2 separate regions of the Alosa sapidissima genome follow, and region 1 is linked to region 2. The links are chromatin contacts, called in public Hi-C maps. All regions are on one chromosome and are shown on one strand. Each heading gives the region's core, a stretch centred on a gene start, on an enhancer-like site or on the middle of the called end of the contact. The rest is flanking DNA. Distances are from core to core; before and after follow the strand shown.

Region 1 (2,700 bases), core at 38-2,537, 170 kb before region 2:
TGGTTATTTCCTGAACAGCGAGTTGCACTACCTGCTCAAGCGCCGATTCGAGCTGGCCTTGAAAAAACGAAATATACAGTGCGCCGTTCATGATGTCCGCTTTGTTGGAAGACCACTTTCATTCTTCCCCCCTCTCCCCGAAAAAAAAATGAAAAATAGACAGAACTCAACACACAACTGATTGAAATGAAGAACTACCTCCTCTTTCAACGCATCATATGTACACCCCTTGGATGCTACCGTAATCCCCCTTGTGAAGACGCAACGTTATTCCTGCCATCGCCTACCAATTTCAAGGTTTCTGCAGCATGGGCCACTAGTAGTTGTACGCCATTTTGCTCTAACAGAGAACTTTCCCTAACCATGAATAGTTTTTATTCAGATTTGGGAGTAGGCTAAAATATTTGAGTGCGAGAACCAATTAATTCGACCAGGTAGGCCTATTTCTAAATCAAAATGAAATGCCATGGTGTAAAACCTATGTTGTGTAATGCATAGTCAATGCCTAATCATAATATTATCTATTATTACATAATAATAATAATAGCCTTTTTTCATTATTGCTAGTTTGTGCGTCAAGTTCAATAGGCCTATGTTACCCTAAACCAACTATTCCATCATTAATTTAATTAATATTTGTTTTGTTTTCCTACGTCACCGTCAATGTCAATTTTAAAACCTATAAAACACAGCCTAATCTGAATCGTAATAAGATACCACACAGGCTGTTCATAACATTTCAGAAAATCTTTGCATTTTGGAGAAACTTAAAATAAACATCATGCTTCTACTCTTTCCTCGGGTCCCAGTGCGTAACGGCCAAATAATGCCTGATCTCTGGTACAAATCGCAATTAATAAAGTAACCAGACTAAAACACAGTGTAAAACAAGCGTGTGCTGCTGCTGTCACGTGGATTGTGTAATTCGACGTAACTATTTTCCGATCAACAGTAAGCGCGTGTTATGTAATTGTTGAGTAACTAAAGTAATGTTAAGTAGCCTAATGTAGGTGAGCGTGTGTGTAGCTCATGGAGGCGAGGGGTGGTAAAATTAGACTGCAACGCGTTACCGACTGAAGACTGCCAGACTGTACATTTTCCCGACTCTTCACAGCAACGGCTTCTAGTATTTGATCACGGATATAGCAGAAGCATAGGATTGTTTACAATATTAACTTAAATAATTTCCCAAAAGAAATACGCTTGTTCTCACACGGCTTGATCATGGCTGAAGGGACACTCCCCCTCCCAAATCACCAATATTTTGTGCGCGCTTGAAACTCGTGTACGGTAAAAGCAGTGTTCTCAACACTAACTAACCGGAAAGCGGGGTTGAGATCATGGCACCCAACTGTCTTTGTTCTGTGGCACTATGATTATGAGCTCGCTGCGAGATTATCTGTGACTATGTTCCCAAAAAGATGTCTGCACTGCAGTGCATGTGGTTTTGCATGGAATGCGCACTGGCTCTGTCATAATTCATTTCTGTTATATAAGAGGGGGATGCTTGCACGGTTACAGTTGCATCAGTTGTTGCCACGACACGCGTGCTCGAATCACTGCCACATAATACGAAGTGACAAGCTTTTGTTTCCTCAATTAATTTGCGCTGAAAGAGGCGGTCTTAGAAAATTGCTTTGAGGGATTAAGTGAAGAGAACGAAACTGACCTAAAATCTGGCAGCTCTAGCTCGAGCGAAAGTTATGGTGGTAAGCAGCAGCACGACTGGCACAAGAGCAGGGTTTGCAAACCGCAGCTGCCTGCCACACAAATTTGAACTTGTTTACGAACGTGTAGCATATTTCTCCGGTGAGCCTAAGATGTTTTTCGAGAGCACAAACATGATATATTTATAATTAATCTTCAAAGTTTAATTGTTTTTAGGAGTCATAGGCTTCTTGCCTACTCTCATCGGCTCCTCCTTACAACGTGGCCATACATACATCTTTAAGCTACATTAAAAAGGGGATGTCATTTTACTCCTCGTAATTATAATGATTTATCTGTTGATGTTATGATGGCAAAAATTGAAAATTTGCCAGTGAATCAGTTATTGGCCTGTGACCTACAACACTTCTGATCCAAACCTCAAACTGAATTTTGCATCTCAGTGGAAAGGCCAATAAGAAAAAGGCGTTGCTGTGAAATACTTTTCATTGGATCAGATTACCTGTGGTTTTGCCCATTTTACAGCATGCCTGCCCGTTCCATACCCAGACACCAGCAGGCCAGGGTGGATTCAGCAGCTCTAGCCTTCATCAAGGCCAGATGCCCTAGTCTGCTGCCTTCCAGGAAGGGGTCTTACACACCAGGCCACTGTACAACAACTTGAAATTCTGTTTACAAATATTTTTTGGATGGTGCTATTTTAATAAATATTTGTTTACAAGAGAAAAACAAATGTCAAAACCTATACATATAGGTTATATGTAACCTAATGTGTAACCTAAACATATCATTCTGAAAGTACTGTGAATAAAGTTCCTGTGCACTCCGTAGGCTACATCTAGATTCTTTGTTCCAGATTTTGTGAAAAAATGCATTGAAATTCTTGAAACAGAACAATGAGGCTCATAAAAATGCAGTCGGAGAAAGAGAAATGCTGTGGGTTTCACCCAGCTCCTCATCAGTGTAGTTAGCTCCAGGCCACTTGTATCAAACTTCACACTGCTAGCTACAATTACTGCAACACACAGTGAA
Region 2 (2,700 bases), core at 109-2,608:
GCTGGAACCAGCCACTCGTTTTCTCTCCCTCTCGCGCGTGCTTAGATGGGGTTCTCAATTAAATGGAGTAGGCTAGCAAAAGTTCAAGTTGGATCTTAATGGAGAGGACTCGAAAAGTATCATCTTTATGTAACATGCTGTTGGTGCATTTTGACATTGTAAACGTTCTCTAACAAGAGTGCGAATCAGTTTGCAGTAAAGCTACTAGTTATTAGCTAAATGTTGGTCGTTTCTCGGTCTCTTGGTGCCCTACACACAGTGCGTAACGCATGTGGGGGTAGCGGCAGCACTGAACTGTGCTCTGGACTGGCCGCTTGTCTCCGCTATTTTTTTTTTTTTTTTAGTCGCGGAGGGAAAGCATCTCTGGGGTGACTGGTCCACGATCAGGAAATGTAGTTTTTGACTCGACATGTCAAGTCGTCACAAGTCAAAGAGGCAAAGTCCGAGTCAAGTCTCGAGTGAATAGTATTCAAGTCCAAGTCGAGTCGCAAGTCATGCCGAATTTTATCAAGTCAAGTCTGAAGTCATTAAAATCATGACTCGAGTCTGACTCGAGTCCAAGTCATGTGACTCGAGTCCACATGTCTGGAACCTACAACCCGATGTTGCATCAAAAATGATGGTGGACGACCACTTGTGTACAAGATCAAGCTTTACGCTTCTTTAATCATCGAGCTTTAGCCCTGCAACGTCAACTCTACGCTGGCATAAGGTTTTTAGTAATACATGGTCGGAAACGCCATATTAATGGGTAGGTTACCGGCATTGACATATTGCAGTCACTGTTATAACCTTACAAATGACAACTTAAACATGATATAAAACCCTTCGGTTTAACCAAGAGGGTTGCAAACAATCTGAATGAAAAGTAATGCCAACAGCATACCTGGATCCAACGAAACTGTCAAGAGTCACCAAGAGCTCAACAGTACAAATGCGTCCGAGACAGGAAAGAGGGTCGAGATGGCTTTTATACCACGAAGGGGTGGGCCTCTACAATAATGACTGACGTGTGGGCTGTGGCAGCCTCCTCAGTCCTCCATGTTCTGGAGCTTACCAATGACCGTACATTTTGAGGAACCTGGGTTTGTGCATTGAGAATGCACTGATATTTTCACTGCGACACACGAATATTATACCATCAGTTGGATGATCATTGGGCGTGTAACTGTGTAGTCTTGTAATGCAATGATGACATTAAAGAAAAGGAAACGTTGTATTGACTGACTTATCATGTTTGAAATTGATACTGGATGAGAGCAATTTATTTTTTACCCAATATTGCCATCTAGTGGCACGATATTGTACTGTCAAGGTTCTTAAAATTTCCGGGTTCACAGGTCATACAACCGGAAATTCTGAATACCCCATGTGGTAAACAGTGAGCAGTTCGAATGGTGGAATTGACTCCATCTCCTCTGAAAATCATTCTGTACATTTGATAGAAGCACGGACCTTTATGTAGAAAGAGTCGTGGTAATCTAGAACATCAGAACAGTGACAGTTGCCTCGATCATACTTCAGTCTTTAATCATTAAGCTTGTAAACATAGGCTAGAGAGCTAGCTAACTGAGTTCTTTTACAACATGGCAACACTCATGCCTCACGTCAGAAAAGGCAAGAAGAGAGCCCCAGACCCGGAGGTGGACTTGGATGAAGAGGCAAATAAAAGAGAAAACCACGTTAAGTTGCTGAGAGTCCTGGGCGAGCAAGATGCATCCGTCAAACTGCTGGAGGATCTCGTCTTTGGTGCGGAGGACGAGTTGGTGGAAAGATTGGAGGTAAGTCGATAGGTGACGTTAGACAGCAACTTTGCTACGTTAGGCCTAATGCTGTATTGGTTTAAAAGTTCAGTTGAATATCTCTATTGTTAGTAAGATGTCCATGATCTCTGACATGATTGTGTGTGTGTGTGTGTGTGTGTGTGTGTGTGTGTGTGTGTGTGTGTGTGTGTGTGTGTGTGCGCGCAACCATTCCCCCTCAGCATGAAGCAGATGACATGAGGGGTAGCTTACTGGATGAGGGGGATTCCAGTGATGATGAGACTGTAAATGAATCACGGCTTCAGGTCCCAGCAGCGAAGAAAGCTGTTTGGGAGGATGACGATGATGAAGTGGAGGAAGAGTGAGTTTATTTGTTTTTGAATAGTAGAGGTTCAATAAACCGGCACATATGGTTCCTTTCTGATCTCTCTGTTGGAATGCTTAATTTCTTGTGTTGTTTATTTGTTATTTGTTTTCAGTTAAAAGCTTTTGGCTGGTCTGGTCTGATACTTGAGTGTCAGAAAGTTATTTTCAGTTAAATTATTTAACAGTTCAAAAAAAGTCCCTTCCTGTTCATATAGTTGTTGCTCAGCACAGTTTGATTGTCTATTTGTTCATTTTAAAGGGTGGACATGGCACACCGGTTCCGCAAGGACTTCACCAAAGGCAGTGCAGAATCCAGAATGACCAAACAGAAACTACAACAGCGACTAAAAGAACAGTAAGTGTTGTTATTTACCATATTTTTTTGAGAATAAGTGCACGGGCACATTTAGGTCTATTAAGAGATTTCCGGGCTTCTTTTCCAGTTGTAATGCCTGCTGTGTTTAATGCTTTCCAGGTTCCAAAAGTCTATGGGTGGAGCCCCCTCCTGGGCCGAGAAGGAAGTGAAGAAGAAGAAGAAGAAAGGTAAATGGAACCCAGACAAGGGGCTTTT

Evidence for each region. Hi-C and Micro-C count contacts between places; a contact is called where the count stands out from the background.
Region 1: a Hi-C map of muscle shows a contact between it and region 2, with 13 times the contacts expected there. The contact joins the promoter of si:dkeyp-113d7.10 here to the promoter of utp18 in region 2. A contact is called at or near these places in 2 of 2 Hi-C or Micro-C datasets (both in muscle).

Annotation. Positions count from the first base shown.
Region 1 is chr3:35,985,651-35,988,350 of fAloSap1.pri, reverse strand. si:dkeyp-113d7.10 reads right to left here and starts at 1,287. Exons shown (of 5, transcript XR_006030898.1): 1 at 1-1,287.
Region 2 is chr3:35,817,287-35,819,986 of fAloSap1.pri, reverse strand. It overlaps utp18 (U3 small nucleolar RNA-associated protein 18 homolog), which reads left to right and starts at 1,358. Exons shown (of 13, transcript XM_042086332.1): 1 at 1,358-1,781; 2 at 1,985-2,124; 3 at 2,389-2,484; 4 at 2,605-2,672. The coding sequence starts at 1,587. It overlaps LOC121705386 (nucleoside diphosphate kinase B), which reads right to left and starts at 1,041. Exons shown (of 5, transcript XM_042086333.1): 1 at 887-1,041.